Regions from separate parts of the Ovis aries genome. Here region 2 is linked to region 1. Evidence: chromatin contacts called from public Hi-C data. All regions are on one chromosome and are shown on one strand. The core of a region is the stretch at or near the end of the contact, and the rest is flanking DNA. Distances in the headings are between cores, read along the strand shown. Region 1 holds the start of CMTM7 (CKLF like MARVEL transmembrane domain containing 7). Region 2 overlaps CMTM7 (CKLF like MARVEL transmembrane domain containing 7).

What was found. A called contact is a pair of places that touch in the nucleus more often than the background predicts.
Region 2: a Hi-C map of hypothalamus shows a contact between it and region 1, with 2.9 times the contacts expected there. The contact joins the enhancer-like site here to the promoter of CMTM7 in region 1. A contact is called at or near these places in 4 of 16 Hi-C or Micro-C datasets (blood and hypothalamus).

Annotation. Positions count from the first base shown.
Region 1 is chr19:6,836,657-6,842,507 of ARS-UI_Ramb_v3.0, reverse strand. CMTM7 (CKLF like MARVEL transmembrane domain containing 7) reads right to left here and starts at 1,287. Exons shown (of 4, transcript XM_060402726.1): 1 at 1,074-1,287. The coding sequence starts at 1,232.
Region 2 is chr19:6,886,927-6,893,577 of ARS-UI_Ramb_v3.0, reverse strand. The region is part of intron 3 of CMTM7 (CKLF like MARVEL transmembrane domain containing 7); the gene reads right to left. Among named protein-coding and RNA genes, the nearest start is that of CMTM7, 49 kb to the right of the region's middle. Within about 2 kb of position 3,772, at least 11 of the 54 cell types and tissues checked have an H3K27ac peak or open chromatin away from gene starts, as enhancers often do.

The sequences.
Region 1 (5,851 bases), core at 38-2,537:
ATTTTGGTTAGTAGCTACAATACTTCCACTTCCTAATTTTTAGTCCATCTAGATGCTCTTCTTTGAGAAAAGGGAACTCAGTCCCTCTTCCCTTCAGTTCTGGCCTAAGCAGGAAACCAGAGTCCCCTCCACGCGCCCTTGGCCCCCAGAGTAACAGAGCTGTGGACGCCTGCGAGGCTCTCACCCTGTGTCCAGGCAGCCCGGCCTCTGGGTCCGTGACCTTGCGTATAAGCCCCATCCCTCCCTCCTTGCAAAACCACCACTTTCCCCCCCTCTACCATTCTCACTGCAAACATTATCTGGAGTGGAATCACAATGAGCCCGGCCGAGTTTCCAAACACATCAGACAAACGTGAAAGGTGTTTCAGGCTTAAAAATTGTGAGGAAGAAAAACTTGGGAAGAGAGAGAAGAATGGGGAACAGGCCGGGCAAGGTCTGCGCTGCTGGAGGGCCCGGCCTCGGTCCCGCCCGGCTCCCTTTCCGGAGATGCCCGCTCCTCACAAAGCACAGAGGCCTCCCGAGTGACCGCTGCCGTCCAGGGGCCCCGAGGGCAGGCCCTCCCTCGGGAGTCGAGGGGCAGGGCCCGGGACAGCTGCCCCAAGGGTCCCCCACCTTCTGCCCCCGGAAGGCCGGGCCGCGGACCCCGCGCTCGGGCGAGGCCGCTCCGGTGGCAGGAGGCCCAGCGGCGCGGGGTTAGCGAGGAAGCCGCGGCGGCCAGAGAGCTGGAGGCGGCCGGCTTCCGCGGCCTGAGCGCCGCCCCCCGGCACTCCCCACCCCCTGGCGGGTCCGAAGCGGCGCGGCCCGAGAAGAGGAAGGAAGGCGCTCGGAACTTTGGCCGTGGCTTCTTGCGGCCCCAGGCAGGCGGACCCCGCGGAGCGGCTGGAGGAACTGGGAGCCCGGAGCAGGGCCGGGGCGCGCCGAATTCCTCGCCGGAGGAAGCCCCTCCAACGTGACCGGGGCGGCGCGCGACCCCGCCCGGGGCGCGATGCTCCCGCCGCGGGCGCGCCCCCTCCCGGACCCCGCCCTCCGCGGTCTCCCCGCGGGACCCCGGCCCGCGCCCCGGCCTCCCTTACCATCTGCGCCACCTTCAGCATCGCCGCGTGGGTGCGGGGGTAGACGGGGTCCAGCAGCCCCTCCGAGGAGCTCGCGCCCAGCGGCCCCGCGCCGGCCCCGGCTCCCGGGGCGCTGCCGCTGCTGCACGTGGTGCGGACGAGCCCGGCTGCGTGCGACATCGCGCGGCCCTCGCCCGCGGGCTGCCTCCGCCGGCGGAGGGCAAGGGCCAGTACCAGAGGGCGGGGCCTTGTGGGGCGGGGCGGGGCCTGTGGGCGGGGCGGGGCCTTGGTGGGCGGGGCGCACGCGCCCCGGGCCCGCTCGGAGGACGCCCACCCAGCCTCGGCTACACTGGCCGGCGCGCAGCTGAAAGGCGGCTGTAGCCTCCGCCCTTGGGGAGGCGCGGAAGTTGAGCTAGAGGGGGCCGAGGGAAGCGGATGCCCCGAGTATTAGCCTTTCCGAGGTGGGCGAGGCCGGGCACAGCTGGTCTGAGCCTCCTGGGATCTGGTGTGGGCGAGGCTGCGGATGTGTGCTGAGGGCTCTTGAAGTGTAAACTACACTCACTGAAATGCCCAAGCCTTCCGTGTTCAGCTCTGTTAATTGTTCTGTGTGTGAATGTACATCTGTGTAATCACCGCCCACGGGGGAAAAGTTCCATCGTGCTCTTTTCCCACTTCCTGTCGCTATAGATTCGTTTTGCTTCTTCTCGGATTTGATAGACTTGACATAATATTCTCATTTTTTCTGGCTTCTTTCACTCGACAGGATGCATCGAGATCAATCCCATTTTACCCTATAAAGCTGTGACCATTCTGGTGAAATTTTTTTGGCGGTCAGAAGCTCTCATTTCTATGTGTGTGGGGGCAACTATCAATGGGTTTGCTGGGTCACAAAGTGAGCACAGGTTTCTCTCTATAAGAAGCTGTCAAACCGCTATCCAAGAGAGATGCTGTTTCCTGCGTTCTGGGTTATTTTTTAAACGAGCAAGCAGGATCACTGAAAGGAAATGCTATCAGTCATCAAACCACGAAATGTTTCCACACAACACAAAATCCTACCTCATGAGATCACTGGATGCCAGTGCTAACTGTTGATAAGTCCTGATAATTTCTTCAGTTGGACCATGTGGTATGCGGAACCTTAGTTCCCCAACTAAGATCCCGGGCCCCCTACAGTGGGAGCTTGGCATCTTAACCGCAGGACCACTGGAGAAGTCCTTTGATAATTCTAGAAAGTAGGGATAACTCATGAAATCTCTGCTTTGCCAAGTCTGCCAGGTGATTCTACTGAACGCTCAAGTCTGAGAACCAGTCATTGCCAAAGCTGAAGCATTCGGGGATTCGTGACACCACGTTCTCTACTTTCGTGTACACTAGGAAGTTTTCATGACCAAAGAAAGAAACCGCCTCCAATATCTGTTTTCTGTTTAGACGACAGTCATGGTGCCTGGTACTTCCGTTTCATTCTCTAAAACAAAGGTAACCGCACCTCAGGGCTGCTGTGACAATGTGACAGCTATGCAGGTGCTCTGTGACAGCTTCAGATGCCCCGGGCACGAAGCTGACATCGCATGTCATTTTCTATACAGTTTCACATCTTCGCTTCTGTGCTTTTCCAAGGGGTCACAACACACTGTGGAGACGACGTGAGGTCTTTGTTGCTGTGAAGGCTTCAGGGAAGCAAAAAAAGAAACTAGCACTGGATTACTCTTCCTTCCAGGGGCCACCAATCTCCTAAATCAGTGATTTTCGATTTGTGTTCCCAGCATCACCTGGGAACTTGTGAGAAATGCAAATTCTCACCGCTTCCCCTCTCCATCTGCCCAGACCTGCTGAATCAGAACCTCCGGGTATGAGACTCAGCAACCTGTGTTCTGGCAAGATCGGCCCTCAACCTCCTACATGAATCAGATGCATTTCAGAGTTTGTGAACCACTGTCGTTTCCAAGTCCAGTGAAGCCGAGACTTGGCTGGGTTTCCCTGCCGCTGGCCCACGTGCCACCCAGCCTCGATCAGACGTAATCACTGGTGGTGGCCCATTCTGTGTTAATCATTTTATCACGATCACTTAAAAGCCTGAGCGACAGGGACTACCCTGGTGGTTCAGGGACTAAAACTCCATGTTCCCAATACAGGGGACCCGGGGTTTGATCCGTGGTCAGGGAACTAGATCCTGCATGCCGCAACTGAGAGCTAGTGCAGCCAAATAAATTTTTTCTTTTTTAAAAAGCTGGAGCGAGAGGCTTGGCCGCACAAGAGCCGTCTGCTGATCTGGAGTGTACTTGACCTGTGGCCAAGTACACGGAGATGTCTACACAATGTGATGCCCTCTTGGTGAGAAGGGCTGCCCCCTGGGGAGCAAGGGGTTAGGTGAGTGCACTCACAAGAGTGAGGGGGCCCACTAACTTGGCTATAGTCCATGGGGTCGCAAAGAGTCGGGCACATCTGACCACAGCACAGCCATGCAGCCCAAGAATAACTGTGACTATCAAACAGGTCAGATCAATTTCACTGTTCTATTAAATTAAAATTAAGTCTGAACAGAAATGCTCACTGTGTATTCTTTTTTTTCTAGGAAAAACAAAGAAATTTAAAAATCACCCCATGATCCTTTACAATTAAGCTCTGAATCATACCACAATTTCCTGTTAGAAATTCCTCACAAAGACTTTTTCGTGGCAGCATTGATGTTTTGTGTGTGTGTATAGCTTTTTTTTCTTCATTCTATGTATTTAAAGAGACAGCACTTTAACAACTAATTTTCAATTTCGTAATCAACCTACCAACCACAGTTCAAGCACAGCTTAAAAAATGTGTTAACAATACAAGTGTCAGTCGCTCAGTCGTGTCTGACTCTTTGCGACCCCACAGACTTTAGCCTACCAGGCTCCTTGATCCATAGGATTTTCCAGGCAAGTGTACTGGAGTGGGTTGTCATTTCCTTCTCCAGGGGATCTTCCTGGCCCAGAGAAATACAAAGCTAAAATCATTAATGATGGTGCTAGCCAATTCTGATTCTGAATAAACTTGGGTTGTACTGCATTCATTTATAAAGTTTCATTCAGTGATTTATTGACCCATCATTCTCCTACTGGTAGGGTTTTAGGCTAATTTACTTTTTTTCCTATTATACATAAGACCAGGATTAGCATCTTTGGGCATGAATCTTAAGACTCCTAAGAGAAGGATCCCCAAATCAACGGGAATGAATATTTTTAAGACTCTTCATATATGTGTGTGTGTATTTTTCACCTAGTTCCTTTTCTCACAGTATAGCTGTTTTCTATCCACTAGGCTGGAGGAGCTGGAGGTTCAGCCGTGTCATCATGAAGTATCTTTCCATCTTTATCTTTCTTCCCGTTGCCTTCATCCCATGGCTGGCTCCTCCTCATGGTCACAAGATAACTGTCAACAACTTCCCGCTTGTACATTGCCTCGGAACTCCCCAGCAAGCCTGGGTCACATGCTCCTGCCTGAGCCAGTTGCTGCGGCTAGGGTGGGATGGGCTTAGCCCTGGCCACACGCTCCATCCCAGAGCACAGTGGAGCTGGCTTTCCCGGAAGTCGCTGGGGTGTAAGTGAGCGGTGTGGATACTGAAAAAAAAATTAAGGGCAGTCAGATGACAAGAGGAAGATGCTGAGGACGCAGCGGCAAGGTCTGCAACATCCTGACTTAACTGCTACTCTGAATATTCTAGAAAAGAAGTCTGCCACTGACACGAAACACACCTTCCAGATGGAATGAGTGAATGCCTCAACTTTCCTGCCACTCACCTTAAGTTTCTGAAAAGTCATCACCTCTGGGTTGCCAAGCACTTTCCCTCAAACCTGATACTCTTTTATATACACCAAATACTTGTTTACTTTTAACAATAGATATTCTGATCTTTCCCGTTGCCCAAAAGTCACCAGCACCGGGAAGAGTCACCTACCTTCTTTAACCTCTGTACACTTACAATTCACTTCGGCAGCAGAACGTAGCCAGAATATTTATGTAACACCAAGTCAGGAAATATTTCCCAGGTTGCTCTTTCAGTGCGCACCTGTGTGTATTTAGGCCAATATGGGCTTTCTTCGGAGATCGGGCAGGTTTGGTCCTGGACCATAACAATAACGAGTCACACAAATTTTTTTGGTTTCTCGGGGCACATAAAAGTTCTGTTTATACTATAGCCTATTATTAGCATTCTGTCTAAAAAACAATGTACATAATTTTAAAAATATTTTTCACTAAAAAACGCTAACAATCCTCTGGCTTTCAGCAAATCATAAGCTCTTTGCTGGTAGAGGGTCTAGCCTGGATGTTGATGGCAGCTGATTGATCAAGGCGGTGGCTGTTGAATTTTGGGGTGGCCGTCTTCTTCTTAAGATAGGACAACACTGAAGTTTGCCTCATCGATGGACTCCTTTCACAAATGATTTCTGCACTTGCTAGTGTTGTTTGATAGCTTTTACCCATCGATATTCTTTCAGAAGTGGAGTTAGTCCTCTCGAATCCTGCTGCTGCTTTAGCAGCTGAGTTTATGTAATATTCTAAATCCTCTGTTCTCATCTCAACAGTCTTCATAGCATCTTCACCAGGAGTAGATTCCATCGCAAGGGACCACTGCCTTCTCTCCTCCACAAGCGACTCCTCATCCACTAGAGTTTCATCAGGAGAGGAGAGGCAGCAACCCAGCCCCCGCTGTTGGTTGGCTCGTTTTCGGCTGCTTCACGGCATGTGGGATCTTCGTTCCCCGAGCAGGGATCAAACCTGGGCCCCTCACACTGGGAGCTCGGAGTCTTAACCACTGCCAGCCAGGG
Region 2 (6,651 bases), core at 2,523-5,022, 49 kb before region 1:
AGAGGAGCCTGGGAGGCTACAGTCCATGGGGTCGCCTGTGACTTAGCGACTAAACAACAGCGAGAGGTGATGGCCACACGTGTTGGCTTTTCCCACATATGTTTGTCTCGACACTGTTCTCTAGGTGTGGTTATTTCATATAACTATGCATATAATGGAAATATTGGATCTGAAAACTGTTATGTTTCCAAGGGGAGGTCATCCAATATACGGGATCTCTTTACGAGTCCAGTCCTGGGGGGCCCAAAGACCTGACCATTAAAGCTGGGTCATAAGTGACAGTCCATGAGCTGATATACAGATATTGTTCATTGATTCCTAGGAGAGCGGGGATGGGCAATGCCCTGACTACAAAGTCCCCTGTGAAATTCAGCTCATCACATGGGACACCCACTGCTGCAGGCCACCAGCCGTCTGCCTTCACGGGAAGGCTCTGGCATTAAAGAGGGCCTGCTCACCTGGGAGCAGGGTGGGCTCCTTCACTGATTCTCGTCAGCTGGCTTTCATGAGACTAGCACTCCATGAGGGAAGACACCTGTTGGCGAAGTCAAAGGCTTAGGGACTGGGCTTAACTGCAAGATCCGTAGTGTTTATACAACAGAACTTCCTAGAGCTCATCCCACCTACGGAATTTAGTTCAGACTTGCAGGATGTCAGGTTGGAGGCTGTTTTGACCAGAGGTTAGTCACGTTCACAGTTGCTTCTCAGGGGCAGGAGGAAGTTCTCAAATTCAAAAGCTCAACCACTCACTTTAAAAAAAGAGGTAGCTGTGAGGTGATGGATGTGTTAACCTGACTGTGGCAATCATTTCACAAAGCAGACATACGTCAAATCACTGCGCTATCTCCTTTAAATATGTAACATTTTATTTGTCTCTTATACTTATGTTTTGGCCAAAATTTCTCCAACCTCTATGCTCTTCTGGTGTGTCTATTACAGTTTTTATCAAAACACCACCAGCAGCTCAGAGGGCCAGGAGAGCCAAAAGCCATCATGGTAAAAGGCCTCCATCAGCTGCGCAATCAGTAACAGGCACCCGTTACTGGTCTGAAGGAGGTGCAAGGATAGAGCGCCTAAAGGGCTTCCAAGATTATTGGGTATTGGGGCCCTCATTCAAATATGACCACAGGTCTGACATCTGGGGGTGGAGGTTACAGGAATATTCCCAGGTTTGGGATGTACTGTCTCTATGCAATATGCAAAGGGGCCAGTGGAGCTGGGATTTTTGCCGTAATTTGTGGTCACACCAAGTTTCTTGTTCACTGATTGTGAAACGTCTCTTTGTGAAGCAGCTCCCAAGCTGGCTACTTGGAAGGCAGCTGAGGGGAGCGTGGGTCACTAAGCAAAAGCAGTTTGGCCTGTGAAGCCGTCATAGAGACGCTTGCATGCCCACCAACAGTTCACATGGTAACAAGCTGTGTCCAAGCCACTGATGCTGTCTCACTGGAGAATTCAGGGCCTTAAGTGTACTGTGTGCTATGCCAGGTGGAAGCAAACTGGTTTCTTCCATCCCTGGCCGCCACCCCGCCCCCATTTAAAACATAAACTGTTAGCCATACCCTAGACTGCAGGCCAAGAGCCAGGTATGAGGAGAGTGGCACTGCGCCACGTTGGAAGCCTCCAGAGTGGTGGAAATGAACGAGGCCACCTTCTTACCTAGGCACCCAGAGTCCACAGTAAAGCTCCTGGCCTCCACCGGCCTGACAGAGGGCGTGCAGCTCCCCAGGAAGCGTGGGAACTCCGTGTTGACCCTGGCCACCCTCAAAAGACCGTGTGCCCTTTCTTCTCCCAGGAAGAAGGTGCTGTCTCGAATGTTATGCTCGGCAAACTTTACGGGGAAAAGCCTATCCTGGAGCCTGCATCTGACCCTCAGAGGAGCCACCAACAGTGGATCAAATGAGTGGGTCCCGCGAGCAGGTTCTTATGAAAGAGAGGCAAGCACCGTCAGAGCAAAGCCACCCAAACCCCCCACAAAACTACAGCCTGTACTCCGTAAGTTCAGGAGCACGCGGGGCTTCCCCTGGGAGGGGTGAATCCGGAGAGCCGATCCATACCTGAATCTTGTCCGCGCCCGTCCCATGGCTTTGGTTCACCGGGTCTGAGGGGAGTCAGCTCGCACCGAGTAGGTCTTCACGCGCAGGACTCGCTGACTCAGTCCAGGTTCCCGCGTTGCTTCCCACGTGCAAGCTCACGACTCCTCTGGTCCGCTCTGTCCGCCCCTTTTAACCCTGTCAATCACCTGTCTTGGCTATTGTAAAATAGATTCATCTGTACAGCGGTTTTCCTGGGTTGCCTTTTTCCTGGCATTCCGTGGCCTCCTTCCTTACCCAGGAATTTTACTTGGAAGGTGACTCACTTTTTGTTCAAACGACTCGCTCGTTTGAGAATCTTGGCGGCTTTCTGCCTGCCCACTTCTTGCGGGGCCTGTGGGGGGTTGCCCCTGGCCTTTCATCGCTCCCTCCAGGCTATTTTCTTTCCTTGGAAGAGTCAGATGCTCCGAGCTCCAACCACTGGGCTCAGCAACCTTCACTACTGTCTTCCAAGGTGGCCCCTGAGTAAGGCAGTTAGTTGGTGCAGCGGCGGCCTATTTTTGACTTGTACTCACAGACCCAGATGGACTACCTACCTGGGCAGTGAAGCCAGTAGGAGGCTGCCGAATGGACCACTCTGTGTGATCGTTTGCAGGGTCCCATGGGAGACACTGTATAAAATCTGCCTCAGGACAGTCTGGGCGTCCCTGGTGGCTCAGACGGTAAAGAATCCGCCTGCAATGCGAGAGACCTGGGTTTCATGCCTGGGTTGGGAAGATCCCCCGGAGAAGGGCATGGCAACCAACTCCAGTATTCTTGCCTGAAGAATCCCATGGACAGAGGAGCCTGCCGTGGATAGAGGAGCCTGGCGGCCTACTATCCACGGGGTCGCAAGGAGTCGGTATGACTGAGCGGCTACACACAGGACAGTGTGTCTCAGGTAAGGAGGACAAATGTATCCACTGACTGCTGTGTCCAATTAGCCAGCATCACCCTACGGGCAGGAACTCTCCCGTAACTGCGGGCTGCACACCCATGGCAGGGTCCACAGGAAAGCTCTGGAGTGGCAGTCAAAAGCTGTCCGTGAAGCCTGCGGCCCAGCTCTGTGCTTGCGCTGGAGTGAAACTGGTCACAGCCTTTGCGCGGCAGACACGCGGTTCTTGGCTGGATTAAGAGAGGGCGCGAATAAGGGCTGAGAGGATGCTAAGTGTTGCCTGAAACAAGGTGGGGGCGGGGGGTGGTGTGTCTGTTACAGCAACATAGTGAAAGGATGACCTACGGCATGGAGTCCTTTTCGTTTAATTATAAAGAATTGCCGTACTCATCTGCACTTTTTAGGCAATACATCGAGCGAAACTAGAATTATGCGGTAAGAAAAGCAAAGGTGTGGTGAATGGAGATTTCGAAAGAAAGGAGAACCAGGAGCGGGGATGGGGTGGGAAGCGTGTAGTTACAGTTAAATGTGGTCAGAAGCCAGTGATCAGCGCGTGAGCATCACGAACTAGGGAATTATGATGCGTCTGAGTGCCTGAGGTTCCAATAAAACCTGCAAGTTGTGCTTCTGATCCTGAACCCTGGATTCGGATGTCTCGGCTCTCCGGGCCGGCGGCGGCGCTCCCCACGGCCACCAGAAGGCGGCGCTGCGGGCGCGGGGAGCCGAGCAGCCTCCGGCGGGGCCGGGTGCTTCTCCGCAGAAGGAAGCCGAGCCCGCGGGGAGCAGTGGCGGCGCCCAGAGGCGCGGCTCGGGCGGGGGACCCGGCTCCCGGGGGAGGGCTCCGCCCGAGCGGGCGCAGGAAGCAACTGACTTCCTGCGCCCCCGCCCCTCCCCGGCCTGCCCGAGGACCGCCGCTAGGAGTCGGGGGTGCTCTGCAAACCAGCTGCAGCCAGCCCACGCAAGTTTTGTTTGGCCTAAAAATCCAGATTTCTACTTCTCTCAGTCACGTGGGGCTTCTGGCGACCCCGGTGGCGCTTGCGGCCGCCCCTCCACGTGCATCCCCGGCCCGGCGTTTCTTTCTCCTTTTTTGTTTCGACCAGATCAATAGCTTTCTGGCTATTGACTATTTAATCCCTCTTCAGAACTGAATCCGGCGCAACACTTCATACTAGAGTTTCCTTTTTTGCACAACTCTATATAGAGTTAATCGTGTTCTCTTTTTCTTGGCAGTGAACCCCCAAGAAGCTACCAGTTGACTCAGTCTCCTTACAAGGTCCAGAGGCACCAGGTATGGTCACCGCGGCCTCCAGAGGAAGTTTCTCCCGGTGTTTGGCCCTCTCCAACCTGGACTGGTTGCCCTGTCCATTTGTCTGGTGTCTAGTGGGCAGCCTGGCAGCTCCCTTCAGCTCAAGGAGTGCTTTTTTTTTTTTTTAAAGCAGAGAAGTCCCCCTTGTCAGTCGAAACTACGCATGAAATCCCATTATATAAAACTGGAAATATGGCATCCATATAAATTATTCACTTACATTTATAACACTGACTTCTAATGCAGTCAGCCTATAAGAGGAGTGACCTTAACTACATGCCGTTTGGAGTAAGGTGCTAAATGGGGCTGTAGCCTCTTCTGCTCATTCATCTACCTGTTTTTGGTGGCTGGAGGTGGAGGAAGCCTGGCTCATCCAAGATATCCTGGAAGGTTCTCAGAAGTTCACCTCGCATTCCTGGTGCCTCCCTGGACCAGGCAAGGTGCAAGGCCAGCCTTCTCCTAGGGCTGTGTGAGGCGGGGTTCCCACTGTCAGTGTTTGCCATCAATAACAGAGTGTGCATCTTAAGATGTTAATATATATTTTGCACATAACATCAACATCTGGGGACTTCGTTGATGGTCCAGTGGTAAACATTCGGCCTTGCAATGTAGGGGACCAGGGTTCAATCCCTCGTTGAGGAACTAAGATCCCACATGCCTCGGGCAACTAAGCCTGTGTTCTGCAGCTACTGAGCCTTGATGCCGCAACTAGATAGATCGAGTGCGCAAGGAAAAGATCCGAGGGCCTCAACTAAGATCTGAATCAGCCAATTAATGAGTTAATTTAAAAAACAGGATAACTTCTTTTAAAAATTTAAAATAAAAATTCACCTCTGTGAGCCCCTGTTCACTGCTACAGTCCAGAAACTGCCCTACAGTGGGGAAGAAGTGGGACCCAAAGGCCTGCCGTATCTCCATGGCAACAGAAGGTAGCAACCCAGGCTACGAACGAGGCCTGGGAGGTGGTGGCACAGGTCTGGGCCAGCTTTGGGTCACCTGAGCATCCTGACTGAAGGCCCAGGCTAAGGACGGAGACTTTAAGTCCAGGCCGAGCCTCCAGGTCCAGGGTGAGGACCTGGACTCAAACCCCATCTCCAGCCCTGACCTCATGTGCCCTCGGCTTTTTCCTGGGGTCTCCACCCGGCCTTTGGGACAGGTGGGCTTCCTCATGGGGCCCCTGGAGGAAGGGCCAGTTCTGTGGCCGCACCTGGGAGCCTCACTGAGCAGAAGTGTTTCCTTGTGGATGGTGAGAAGCGTCTGTGCAGAGGCCTGCCCCATGGAGGGCACCACCCCACCCTCCAGGTCCCTCCCCAGGGCTCTGCCGCCTGTTCGTGGGAGACCATGTGGGCCGACCCACTTTGGCCTCACCTCCCAGGGTCCCTGGTGTCAACACCCTCTCCTGGGCCTGCAGTGGTCATGACGAGTGAAAACTGGCTCTCGGTCCTTGGGGCAGGTCCCTGCAGGTCCCATGCCCCCTGTAGTGGAAGCGCGGAGTCCTAACCATCCTCCCACCATGGGTTCAAATGTCCCTCCTCCCATATCTCCGCTTGGTCCTGCCGGGCTGGGACTGCTTGGTGGGTCACCTCCCTGTGCTGGGAGCTGGGGTGGTGGGGACAGAGTTTGGCTTACTCGTGGGCACTGCCCCTGAGATGACAGACCTGTATTCTCTAGACCTGCAAGGCTTAGCTGTTAGAACATGGTGCTGGCCTCTGCTGGGCTGAACTGTGTCTCTCTTTCTCCATTTCCCAAGAAGCTTGTCAGTTACTTAGGAGCCTTAGACAGAGGGTCCTGCGTTGCTTTAAGAGAAGAAAAACTCTTGGTGAAATATACGTAACAGAAAAGTTAACCATTTAAACAATTTTTTAGGCGTTAATTACATTCAGATTAATGTGCAGCCGTCACCACCATCTCCAGAATGTATTTTTTGTTCTTTTGGTGGCATGTGAGTTCTTAGTTCCCCAACCAGGAATCAAACTTGCAGCCCCTGCAGTGGAAGCAAAGAGCCTACCCATTGGACTGCCAAGGAAGACCCAACCAGAGCAGAATATTTTCACCTTCCCAAACAGAAGCTGTGCCTACCCATTAAATACTCCCCATTCCGCCCTCCAGACTCTGGAGGCAACCAATCGCCATTTTACTTTCTGTCTCTGAATTTTGCCTACTCTAGGCACCTCTTGTAACTAAAATCATATAGTATTTGTCCTTTAGTGTCTGGCTTGCTTCACTTAATATGATGTTGTCAAGGTTCATCCATGGTGTACCATGTGTCAGAATTTCCCGCTTTTTTAAGGCTGCCCAAGTTGCTTTTGAGTCTTATGTGAATTACGCTGGTTTCCACCCTTAATGTACTTTGAAAACACACAAGTCTGAGGCCAGGATAA